Linked DNA regions of Mus musculus: region 2 is linked to region 1. A link is a contact called in public HiChIP or PLAC-seq data. All regions are on one chromosome and are shown on one strand. The core of a region is the stretch at or near the end of the contact, and the rest is flanking DNA. Distances in the headings are between cores, read along the strand shown. Region 1 holds the start of Col18a1 (collagen, type XVIII, alpha 1). Region 2 holds the start of Pcnt (pericentrin (kendrin)).

Region 1 (6,681 bases), core at 3,805-6,304:
CTGCCTCTGCCTCCCAAGTGCTGGGTCTAAAGGCGTGTGCCACCACAGCCTAGCTAGCTGGGAATGTTTTAATACTGCTTTGAGAGTCAACAAATGCAGATTTTGTGTGAGTGTGTGTGAGTGCGTGTGTGTGTGTGTGTGTGTGTGTGTGTGTGTGTGTGTGTGCATGCACACATGTTATGATGTATCTGGTTGTATGTGTTTGTTCTGTCTCTGTGTGTACCTGTATAGTTTTTTAAAGACTTATTTTTATTTGTGTGTGTATATATATATATATATATATATATATATATATATATATATATATGTCACCTGAGTATGGGTGCCCTCAAAAGCCAGGCAGAGTTACAGGCAGTCATGAGCTGCCATCCATGGGTGCTGAGAACCCAGCTCAGATCCTCTGGAAGAGCAGCAACTGCTCTTTACTGCTGAGCCCTTTCCCCAGCCCCTGCTTGGGCTAGGTTTGAGTTGAGTGGTCCTTCCAGCTCTAGGGAGACACCATGTACACTGGAGTTAGGTCCACCATGCCATTAACTGGTAGTTCTCAACTTTCCTAATGCTGTGACTGTAATACAATTTCTCATGTTGTGCTGACCCCCCCCCCCCACTATACAACTATTTTTGTTGCTACTTCATAACTGTAATTTTGCCCCTTTTATGAATCATACTGTAACTATCTGACATGCAGGCTATCTGACATGTTACCCTCAATGGGGGTCGAGACCCACAGGTTGAGAACTTTTGCCGTCAGCTATGTTGGCGCCACGAGGTGAATACCGGAAGGAGAAAGTCACGTGCAGGCTTCACTGCTAACCATGTGGTGCATGGCAGGGAGTAAGAAGCCACTTGGAGCTCTTTGTCCCTGGAGCATCAGTAACAGTGTGACTTTTGAGATGGAGTTTCCTTCTTGGAGCCTCAGTCCTATGCAAACAGAGGCTTTAGGTCTTTGTGTGATGCCCTTTGCCCGTGAGTGATAGGAAGCTAGCACTTTGGTTCCTCCTCACTTCTGGAAAGTAGACAAACAAGAGGCCCAGCAAATCAAGTACAGGGTGGCTACGTCAAACCTCAGAAACTGCGGACTACATAAAAGCTGAGCAACTGCCCTGCTCTGAGACAACCACTTCTCAACGGCGGGCCAGCCTCTTGAGCTGTGAGTGTTCCAGCCCCATACTGTATTTGTGCTGTTGGACAGGACTTTTCCACGGTGGCATCTTTCATTAAGGTCTCTTCACAGGGACATAGTGCTTTGCTTTATAGGTATCCCACAATCTTGTAACTCGTAGTTACAAAATTCTGCCAGGGCTGGGCAGTGGTGGCGTAGGCCTTTAATCCCAGCACTTGGGAGGCAGAAGCAGGTGGATTTCTGAGTTCGAGGAAGGCCTGGTCTACAGAGTGAGTTCCAGGACAGCCAAGGCTACACAGAGAAACCCTGTCTCGAAAAGCCAAAAAAAAAAAAAAAAAAAAAAAAAAAAAAGAAAGAAAAACAAACAAGAAAAATTCTGCCAGGATTCGTCCTTCTGTCAGGATACATCTTTCCACGCAGTCTGCCTTCAAGGCTTAGCTGTTCATCACAGGGATTCTTGTCAAAGACAGCCTTAGTGCTGAGCATTGGTCATAGATGAGGCAAGCTGGAAAGCTGTCCCCCACTGTGTAGCAACCGGCATATCTTGGTTCTATGGAAGTATCTACTAGGACCAAGCCTGGGGCAGAGATTGGGTATAGATACAAAGTGTCAGGATGACCCCACAGTATGGAACCTGGTTGAGACTAGACTTCTGATAGACACCGTGCTTTTCATAGCTACCTGGCCCTTTCTGTAGTTTCCCCCTTCCTGGTGAAATGTTACTTGGTGGCCATTGTGATTTGGATCTCCACGTATTAAAGGTTTGGTCCCCTGTCTTTGGTGTCACTGGGAGGTGAAGGAAAACTGAGCGCCTCGTGGTGGAAAATAAAGTCATGAAGCATGTCCTTTGAGGGACTGTTGGTCCCTCTCTCTTCCAGTCGATCAGTGGGCAGCCTCCTCTGAGATAGGCTTCCTGTTGTGATGTTCTGGCAGGCTTAAGGTTCCAATATGACTGGGCTCTTGCTCTTGCTCCTTCGCCTGCTTGCTGCGTGAGACTGAGTAACTGCTAGATCCTTGGACTTCCATTCACAGCTGCGACTGAACCATTGTTGGGAATTGGGCTGCCGACTGTAAGTCATCAATAAATCCCTTTACTATCTAGAGACTGTCCATAAGTTCTGTGACTCTAGAGAACCCTGACTAATACAGAAGTTGGTATTAAAAGTTATAAAGTTGGTAGTCTGAACCCTAAGAAGTGAGGATCCTAAAGGAGACATTCTTCCTTCTAAGTTGATTGTGTTTTTTTTAATTTTGTCACAGCAACAGGAAGCTGACTCACACGTAGCTCATGCCCAACTCCATGGTGTCGCTCTGGGCATAAGAGTAGAAACAGAGTCTGGAGTTGAACCCAAGATGCTAGGGGAGCCAGGCACCATGCTGAGGACCGATCTCTCTCTCTCTCTCTCTCTCTCTCTCTCTCTCTCCCTCCCCCTCTCTCTGTGTGTATGTGTTTCCTCTTCTGTGCCCCTCAGTTGCAGAGACTAGGGCTAGAGCTGAGCATATTGATGCGGAAGAAGAGGAAGGGCATAGAGTCTAGCACTAACTGAGATCTTCCTAAGTGCATTTCTGTATTTTCAGCCCCCCCCCCCCCTTCTAGAGTGATCATGTGTTAATTGTATATACGAAGGGATCAAAACCCTTCTAGGAAAAAGCTGTGAATATTATGGGGGGAATGGAGATGTTGTAAGGGCCCAAGAGCAGGACAGAGACTATAGGAAAGACGTATAGAACATGCCGGGATTTTTTTTAACAGCCACTGTTGCTTCCTGACACTGCATTCATAGCAGAGAGCTCCTGTGGGTGATTTCCATTGTCAGTAGCTTTGACACCTTTGAATAATCTTCCCTGTGTCTGGGAAAGACCAGGAGGCTTGCTTGTCTCCTGCTGCTCCTCCTTCACCATCCCCAAACTCTTCTGAAGTGGACTCCCCTCAGCCTGAGGTGTCAAACCTTGAAGAAGGCAGGCAGCGGACTCTGAAGCCCCCGGATGCCTGGTGTGCCCCCCTCCATTTCAGGATTTCTCCCAGGAATGACAGACAGCCCTGGGGGCTACATCCCGCCACCTGCAGAGGCCTGCAGTTTTGGACACATAGTTGAGCTCCAATCGGCTAATTGAAGATTGAGGAATTAGGCCCTACTGCAGTGGGAGCAGACCTGGAAGGCAGGCAGAAGAAACAAGAACCCCCTCCTCCCCCTCCCCCCAAACTCCTTCTCCTTCCCCCAAGTCTACCTCAGACTCCCCACATGGGCATGGCTTCCAGGTAGACAGACATGAATACAAAGAGAGACAGGATTACTGAGATCCAGGACATGCCCCTACATGTATGTGTGCACGAATACATGTCATCGGACACACACGTGCACATGCTAAGTATAACTATGGAAAAACACACGTGGAGTTGCACACAAAGACCTGCCAGGCACAGACAGCACATGGACCTATCCTCGCCTCTGAAATAGTTTTGAAAAAGAGTGCAGGGCAATCAATCATTTGTATTCTTTTAAAAAAATGTGGACTACAGTCCTCTAGATTGCTTTCTTCCTCCCTGTGCCCTTTTCACCTGGACAGGGACTCCAGGTTTGAAGGCGGATGAAGTGGGGATGTGGGCCAGGTGGATGGGCGAGACTGGGCAGGCCCCTGGGTCTGGGGCAGGATCCGGCCTTTGAAGCCTGGAGAGGATTCAGATGATGTGAGCAGATGAGAATCCCAAGCAGGCCTCGGGCTGCAGCTGCGGAGCAGTGGGCAGAGGGAGGGCAGAACCAGCCCAGGTCAGGAGGCTATATGGAGACTAAGAGGAAGGGAGACTGGAGAGGGGCCTGGGAGGATTAGGAAGAACTCTGGGGTTTAGGAAAAGCTATGGGGTGTTACTGAAGGACTTGGTCTCTGGTCTGCAGAAAAAGTGTGAGTCACTTGAGATGGTACAGACTCAGGGTGGAGGTGTGAGAAGGTCTGGGGACCCTGGCTGAACCTGGATAGTTCTTTGTGGTCTGGGAAATGAGCCAGGCTAAGAAGGACAGTGGAGATGGGCAAGGATGAGGGCTGGGGAATTTGGGAAATTGTCACTAGGCCAGCGCGAATGGCTTTCTGGAATCTGGATTTGCTGTTTGATAGGGGTCAATGTCTCTGATTTTGTTAAAGGCCAGGCCAGGAAGGCCATGCTGCCCTGTTGTTGGAGGAAGGAGCCCAAAAGAGAGAAAAATGTGTGTGTGTGTGTGTGTGCTTACTTGAAGGTACCTTTTTGTCTCTGGGTATTCCAATTGTGTGTGGGGGGGGTGGATGTGGGGACAGGGGTCACCCCTGGGTGTGGCTGGCTTCATAACACATGTACACCTGCAGGCAGCTCTTGGAGGAGATACCCGTGGGGGTGCACCATGGCAACGTGCACGGTTTAGAGAGCCTGCCCTGGACTAGAAGACAGTGGAGATATTGAGGCTGGCAGGACCCTCATGACACACCCAGGGATCCAAGAGTGCAAGGGACATAAGAAGTGGTCGTGGTCGCTCCGAAGTTTCCACTGATGGTAGATGTCTTCTTTCTTCAAATCTCTGACCTTCCCGTTGTCCACCTCACAGACTGAACACATGCCCTGCAGTGGGCATGAATTAATGAATGCGGGACATCCTTGCACCTTGCTCTGGCTTTGAATCTGGATCTCACATATTGCCTCTGGTAGCTTCAGGAGGCAACATGGTATGAAGGGACAACACCCGCGTTGGAGACATTGGAGAGAGGACGAGACTGCCACTCAGAGTTTTAGAAGCTGCGATAGATGCCAGCCCTTGTTCACCCTGCTTGCTCCCAGGTTCCGATCCTACCAGATTGCTCACCGGGTCCTCTCTGGCCCAGCTCTGCTTCTTGAGCCCAGAGCCCCGCCCATCGAGCTGTCTCCGCCCCGTCCCGCCCCTGCCCACCCCTGCCCTAGCCCGCAGCAGCGGTCGGGAGCACTGTGGGCTAGCGGCTCACCGAGGAGCTGGGTGCAGCATCCGGGCGCAGACGGCCTGGCCTGGGGAGATGGCGCCCAGGTTTGCAGGCTCAGGGCTAAAGGGTGAGAGGGGTTGCGGGTCTCTTGGGCTCCACTGACCTGTGACTGTCCTCCGCAGGTGGCACCTCCTGGATGTGCTCACCAGTTTGGTCTTGCTGCTGGTGGCACGCGTCTCCTGGGCAGAGCCAGGTAAGCCTGGATGGAAACATAACTTGGTGCCCCAGGGTTCGCTCTACTTACGTGCCTTTTGTGCAGTTCTGTGGCTTGTCCCCGAAACAGCCACCTCTTATCCTGTACGGTCTGCCGGGAGGCAGTGGCGTCCGGGCCCTGCCCACGCGCAGGTGGCGGCCGGTGGCTGGAGCGCTCAAGGGTAGCGCGATGGTGGCGTTTTCAGTGCTGTGTTGCTTATGTTGGCCATTCATTCTCTAGGGTTTGAGCGTCTGGGGTTCCGGGGTGCGAGCTGTCCGTGTTTGGAGTCCCTTGTGGGGTGGCCAGACTTAAGCGGCTCTGCGGGGAAGTTTGTGCGTTCCGCTGGCTAGGCAAGCAGAGGCATACACCCGTGTCCCACCTCACCAATGTTGCCCTTCCTGGCCTCATTCTGGTCAACGCTTGAGTGAGTGGCCGCCGCCGGTCCCTCCAGGTCCTCGGGAGGGACCGTGGGCGGGGTTTGTCACGGCTGAGAAAGAACCGAGAAAGATCGTTAAGTGCATGGCGTCATCTTTGCGTTTCCAACCTGTTGAGGCAAAACTGCGCGCGTTTGCCCGGGGCCGGACTCCGGTGGCCGGCTAGTCTTTGTGTACCACTGCAGCTCCAGGCCCCTGTCCCCCGCGCCTGCAGTGGTGTCGGGTTGCGCGCGGTCCCCTTTGATGCTGATGAGCGCCAAGCGCAGTCAGGCCGGCCACAATGCTCCTAAGCCCACGGAATCGTCGCCTTCTTTGCTGCCCTGTGAGGACCGCAGCAGCATGGGCGCACTGAGAACTGCTTTGCCACCAGCTCAGAGATTCTGCAGCTAACCAGCAACTGGCTGCTCTCCTCCTGCTCAACATATCCAAGAGGCTCCTGAGTTGGGGGTTGGTGCAATGCCAGACTGCCGGGGTAGAAACCCCGCGCTTTATCACAAAGGCGCCTGCTGGTGACCTCCCGAAAGAACCAAATCCGAACTCTGCAGTATCACCTGCTGTGGTCCCAGGCCTCTTGCCACAGCATCATGAAGGATAAAAGATAAAGAGAGGAGGGGAGTCACTCTGGGAAGGAAAAGTAACTTGGTACATTGCTTTAGTGCGTTAGTCACTTCAGGCTAAACATCAGTACAGGCCCTTTTAAACAGCAGATCTGAAAAGCACCTGTTGCTTGGGTAGCAGATAGTTCTTCATTTATTTGTGTTAACTACAGGGGGTGGGGTGGGGTGGGGTGGGGTGGGGGTAGGGTAACGCCTTTCAACTGCAGGAGATGGGTCTTGGCCAGGCTGTTCTTACTGACCAACCGCGTGGCACTTGGGGCTATTAATCAAATGAGGGCCTGGCAGGGGCTGCAGACAGGGATTTGTAAGCCTGGGGCCTCTTCTGTAACCACTGAT
Region 2 (6,426 bases), core at 5-2,504, 720 kb after region 1:
GTGCATCAGATCCTCTGAACTGGAGTAACAATTGTGAGCCACCATTGGGTACTGCGAATCAACTGGGGGTTCTCTGGAAGAGCAGCTAATGCTCTTAACTGCTGATCTCTCCAGTCCTTTAAGTTTTGATATGTAAAATATGACCGACCACCCTTCAAACATTCCTTAAATATTGCATGGCTCAAAGACTGAGACCAACATATCCTAGAGGATAGGTCTGTCCAGAGGGACCCCCACCCACTCAGTGTTTTCATCAGTGCAAGAGACACTTCCTAAGAGGCTTGAAGTCTTTTGAGTCATGAAAGTGAAACAATTTATTTTTTGGATCTTGTAAAGTTGGGTGTCAGCCTAGAGAGAAGGCAAAAACGGCTGTCATGCAGATTTGGTATAAAATAGGTTTTATAGCCCTTACGGCATTTCCCTGTTCCCAAATTCCACACTACTGAGTTCTTCAGGAGGATTCATTCTTATAGGCATTACCCTCTCTCCAGCTTCCCTATCCTATCCGTGCAGGATGCAAAGCTCTTGACATATATCCTGGAGCTCAGATCCTCTCCTTTTATGTTAGTCATGTTAACAGCCTGCAACGTTTCAACCCAATGATAAATTAATAAATGTTAGGCAAGAAAGAACCTGCTGCCGGCTAGGGAATCCAAGGGCCCAATCCTCCTAATTTCCTGTAATCCACCGATGAGCTTTAAACGCGCCTCTTACTACAAATGGACCATAGTTTCTTTATTTCCTTATGGCAGAAAGACTTTCCTGGTAGAGGTGATGGATGGAGTGAGAGTCAGGTGCCTGAACACACAGCGACTCTGTACATTGAAGCGTGTGCGTGAATGCAAAACGGCCCTGGGTGGCAACTCTGGGGTCCACTGGGGACAGCGGTCTAAGTTTTAGGTGTCATTCAATGAGTAACTCTGGCTATACTCTGTTCTTTGGATTTGGATTGAAGACAGGGGACCGTGTTCAGGAGGGGCCGAAGTGGTCAAAGAAGGGAAGCAGGACTCCCAGTTGACTGCACCTGAGAACCAAAAGTGGGGGCTGGTGGATCCTAGAGGATGCCCCAGTGTTCGCAGAAACACATCGCGACAGAAAAAACGACTTTGGCAAAGTGCGGGAGAGAGTGCCCAGAGCGCACCGGAGGCATGGAGAGCCGCTGGTATGTAAGTCCTCCTCCTGTCGGGAGAGGGCGATAGGTAGCACCGCCTCGGGAAAACGGTTTGTCCAAACCTTCCCGCCGCCCAGTCGACGAACGCCCGCGAGCCCCGGGAACGCCGCGCCTCGCTCATTGGCGTGGATGAAGAGGGTGGAGAGCGTCGGCGTACCAATTGGGGACCAGAGAGATGGCTCTCCGCCCTTGGAGCGTCAGCGGAGCGCGCGTGCGCAAGGCCACACGGGGCTCCGGATTGGCGGGGCGAAGCTGACAGTTGTGTGTATGGGGGGTGGGGAGGCGAGTGGGTGAAGGGAGGGAGTGTAAATAGAGCGAAGGCGGTGTCGCCGCCGCCCTGTCACCTCCGAGCGACTCGCCGGGAGCCCAGGTGGAGATGGAAGACGAGCAGGAGCAGCGGCGCAGGAAGGTGGAGGCTGGGAGAGCCAAGGTTAGACGGTAGCATCCTTCTCTCAGCTTTGCGGTGGGGAAGAAATCCTAAAGCGGTTCCGGTGCTCAGACCGCCGCTTGACACAAGCGGTGGCGGTGGAGCAGTGGGAACTGCCGGGCGCTTGTCCTTCCCGCCGCTTCTGCGGAATTCACTTCCTAGGCGCCGCCATCTTGAATCCAGCGCCCTCTGTCTCGCTCCGCCCTATTACACCCACAGCCAATCAGCGTCAGAGACGTACGACTTGTAGGTGGGCCCGAGCGCCATGGGCGGGTCCTGGTCACCTAGCATTCTTAGTTGTTGTGCTTCCGGTGCTCAGGCACTTTCCTGAGACTAAACTGTCCAAGGCTTTTTAAAGACCGTCTTCAGACTTTATTTTCCCAGGGAACCAAGAACTTTGCTCCCTAGTGGTGTCCTGTTGTTGTATTTCGTTGTTCGCTCTCTGGCCGGGCCCCACAACTGCCATACTACCGAGGGTCCTCTTCTCACCTCCTTCTGCCTCAGATTTTGAATTTGTTTGAGACTCTACCCTGGGAACACTTGTGGCTGTTAAGATAGTTGTTTTGTTTTTTTGTTTTGTTTTGTTTTGTTTTTTTCGAGACAGGGTTTCTCTGTATAGTCCTGGCTGTCCTGGAACTCACTTGGTAGACCAGGCAGGCCTCGAACTCAGAAATCCTCCTGCCTCTGCCTCCCAAGTGCTGGGATTAAAGGCATGCACGACCACTGCCTGGCAAGATAGTTATTTGAAAGGTGATGGGGATTCAGAGGAAGAGAAGGTGCGAACATTTTGGAAGTGGATCTCTGGCCAGCTATCATGGCTGTGGAACCAGAGGCTGTGTCCCTACCCTGTACTGTCAGGACAGTATAGCTATAGCCTTCATGAAAGGGCTGTGTTGATTTTGTGGTTCGCCTAGTAACAGCAATTCTTCATTTGTGTCAACAACCCCACCACCACTATCACCCTGCACCCACTTCGAAAAAACATGCAAAATACACAGAGGAAATGAGAGCACAGCAATGTCAGATTACAGGTGCCGGCCAGAAGCCATTGTGGCCCTTATGGGGTATAAGCTGGGCACATGTAGATAGACACTTTGAGAAATGAGGGCATGTGAAGTTTAGTACTTCACCAGGGGAACTGGTGTCTGTACTTGGGTGGGTTTGTGAACCCAATTAGATATCCTTAGGGAGATGGAGGCTAATGAGACGAACCAGAAGGCCACTCATTGAAGGTTCATGGCCAGAGACCAAGTACATGCTGCAGAGGGCGAGCTCTGAGGCAGACAGTTGCATTCAGTGGAGAAGGCAAGAGATTAGAACAGAGTTGGTACTGTAGGCAGTGCCCTTCAAATTTCTCTTCCCACAGATAAGTGGCCTTGTTAATTTCCTCCGCCAACGAAACTGTGCGTTTCTCTTTTCATCAACAGGGGCACATCTGCTTGGGTGGCCTTGGTTGTGATTTGAGGGAATAGATGTCCCCCCACCCCACCCCAGTGAGACGTTGGCACACCAGCGCTTGCCTTTTTGAATAGGGTACGAGGAGGAGATTGTGTGTGAATACAGTCAAAAAGCCTTGTATCTGAGGGACAGAAAGGAGCTACGCTGTGCCTCTGACTGGCAGGCAACATTCTGGGATGCTCCCTAGTGCTTTGCTGCGCTGTGTCAGAAGTAGAGCATCAAGATTCTGCAAAGGAAGATGCTAGATTGACCTGGCTTAATTAAGTTTTTGCTATTTCTGTACCTCGTCTCAGAGTCTATGGCTAAGAAGTTTTGGCTGGGCGATGGATTGCTTCCATTAGGGACGAATGGGGGCAAGAAGGGGATGATCTAGCTTCATGTCATAGTTTTAAGACTTGAATATAGACTTAATTAAGCTCTCAGTGTGTTAAATCGATGCATTTTAAATCTGTTGTAAACTATCCAAGGCTTAGAACAGCCAATCTTTCACCCAGCCATATTGCTTTCTTTTTGCCTGCTTGTAGGCATCATTAATAGCCATTTGTAGACTCCGTGTCATTTTTGAGCTTCATGCCAAGGGCATCGATGTCAGTGAAGGCAGTGTTTTCTGGGAAAGCGGTCGCTCGCCCCCGTGCGGCTGAGTGGTTGGCGCTAGCGCGGACCTCATGCTCCCCACAAGTGTGGTGACCTTGTGGTTTTGTTACTTCTTCCTGGTTTACCTCTGCTTCTACTACTGCTCTCAATTTTTCCGCAGCTTGCTAACTTCCGACAGAGAAAAACAAAAGGTGACTGTCCGAATTCGAAGAAAAAGACGGCGAAGAGGAAGGGTTCGGCTGTCCATGCGTCTGTCCAGGAGGAGGGTTCGGTAGCCACTCCCAACAGCGAGCTCCCCCAAGGAGGGGCGGTCTTTGAAAGCCCATCATGCAGCAACACCCTGGAGGGGACCAGAGGGGCATCTGCAGCTCAGGTAGACTTCCGTATCATTACATTAACGTGTTGTCTAGCTTTTTGTTGCCGTAGTAATGTACTAAAAGGGACCTTCTGATTTCGCCTTTCAAAAAACGGGGAGAGAGGGATTTTCGTTTTAAAAGGTGAGTAGATGGGTTTCCCGTGAATAGATGGCTCCTCCTTACAGCTGACTTTGTTTCTTACTGTGTGTGTCCTGGCGCTCCTGTGGACTTTGATGACTTTGTGGAGAAAGTCCTCTCCTTCCACCATTGTGTAACTTCTGGGAATTGAACCTAAGATGCTTGCTTGGTTTGTGTGGCAGCTGCTTTATCCACAAGCCTGGGGTTTTTTCTTTAATATGATGTTTGAAGAGTTTCCGGGCAGTTGTGTAAAAGAGGAATGTCAGTTTGGTGCTTTGGTAAGGGGACTGAGAGTGCTGTGGGTGTGGTGCATTCTGTTTGACATTCCTTCGTCTGCTTTTGAATGCACCGGTGTGATTGGGGAAGGGAGAAGGTGTGGCAAAAACTGTGTGTGTTGGAAAGAGCTGGTCTCTGGCTGCTTAGTTCTATGAATAGTGGGAGCACCCCACCCCCTGTGCCCCACCAGTGACTCCCTCACCTTCCTGACCCTGCAGACTACTCTTTTTTTTTTAAATGACTTTCTTGCTTATCTTATATATGAGTACACTGTCACTCTCTTCAGACACAGTAGAAAAGAGCATCGGATCCCTGTGAGCCTGGGTTGCTGGGAATTGAACTCGGGACCTCTAGAAGAGCAGTCAGTGCTCTTAACCACTGAGCCATTTCTCCAGCCCTGTAGACTACTCCTAATTGGACTTTCCCGGAACTCTTGTGCGGATTGTAAATAAGGCCTTGAAATCTTGAGGGCCCTTGATATGTGCAGCTGTGGTCAGGAAACTGAAATTTATCTTAACCAGAAAAGAATTTCAAGGGCAAAATTTCACTGAAAGTAATGGTATGTCTTGACTACCCTATCTGAGAAGAAAATATGATCGTTGTCAGTGTACCAGATGGGAGATCTACCTGCAAATTCGGGATTTTGTTTCTCTTGAAAGATGCCGGACGTTACTTTGGTGCCTGCCTCCTTGTGTTCTGGCAAGCTGGAGCTCTCTAGGGGTGCATGCTTGTGCCCGGCTTACCTTCTCTGCTCTGTGTTCTGTGGGCCTGGCTTGGCTGTTAGCTGCCATTCACTGTAATTTCCCCTTAGCATCTCTCAGTGGTCGAGAAACGAGAGGCCATGCCAACCGGCCCCTGCTTAGCTGGCTGGCTGTGCTGCTGTTTTGTGTGTCTCCTCAGGCTCTCTGAGGAGAAGCTCATAATGTATAGTTGTAGTGAGAATTTTGGTTTCATTATAAACACAGAAATGTTGTAAGAATGTTTTGATTTTAATCCCAAGTGTGGGATACGGGGCTGCTTCAGATTGTCTGCAGTAGCTGACTGTGATTTGCCTCGTGCTCTGGCAGGGCTGTGACTTGGCCAACTGCAGATAGTTTTTTTTTTTTTTTTTTTTTTTCTGGTTTTTTGAGACAGGGTTTCTCTATAGCCCTGGCTGTCCTGGAAGACCAGGCTGGCCTCGAACTCAGAAATTCGCCTGCCTCTGCCTCCCGAGTGCTGGGATTAAAGGCATGTGCCACCACGCCGGGCTTCTAGTCACCATTTTGTAACTTGATTTATTATGCTTTTCATTTTAGGATCTCGGGCCCCATCCCCATCCCATCTGGTTCCTTTCTAGTTGGCTTTCTTTAATAAAAACCTCTTTGTGGTTATTCTTTTTCCTTGGGAATATCTAAAATCTTTTTCTTTGCCAGGCGGCAGCACACACCTTTAATCCTTGTATTTCTAAGGCATAGGAAGGTGGATCTTTTTAAATTCAAGGTCAGCTTGGTAAACAGCCGTGGTTCTCTGCCTTCCGAATGCTGGGATCCTTGAATACAGTTTCTCGTGCTGTGCCGATCCCAACCATGCAGTTATTTCATTGCTGCTTCATAGCTATAATTTTGCTACTGTTATGAGTTGTAATGTAAATATCTGATATGCAGGATATCTGCTATGGGACTCCTGTGAAAGGGTCATTTGACCCCCAAAGGGAGCACAACCCACATGTTGAGAACTGGTTATCTACAGAATGAGTTCCAAGGACAGCCAGCCTTGGCTTCACAGCAAACACACACACATACACACACACACACAGCAAGAAAGGGAGTGGCACGGGGCGGGGGGTGGGGGGGCACATGTGTGTCATGACTCAGAGTGTGAAGGTCAGAGGACAACTTTTCAGGGGTCACTTCTTTCCTCTCACCCTCTTTGTGAGATAGTCTCTTATTTCTGCTGCAGTGCTATAGATGTGAGTTTACAGCAGACTCTCCAGTCACTGCCTCCCGCCTTGCCTGGGGAGTTGTTGG

The links. HiChIP or PLAC-seq counts read pairs in DNA pulled down with a chosen protein or histone mark.
Region 2: a contact with region 1 is called in an HNF4G HiChIP or PLAC-seq map of pancreatic cancer cells. The contact joins the promoter of Pcnt here to the promoter of Col18a1 in region 1. A contact is called at or near these places in 2 of 115 datasets of contacts at active chromatin or transcription factors (bone marrow-derived macrophages and pancreatic cancer cells).

The regions. Positions count from the first base shown.
Region 1 is chr10:77,164,903-77,171,583 of GRCm38.p6, reverse strand. Col18a1 (collagen, type XVIII, alpha 1) reads left to right here and starts at 5,054. Exons shown (of 42, transcript NM_009929.3): 1 at 5,054-5,145; 2 at 5,224-5,294. The coding sequence starts at 5,135.
Region 2 is chr10:76,437,740-76,444,165 of GRCm38.p6, reverse strand. Pcnt (pericentrin (kendrin)) reads left to right here and starts at 1,254. Exons shown (of 42, transcript NM_008787.3): 1 at 1,254-1,601; 2 at 3,811-4,023. The coding sequence starts at 1,548.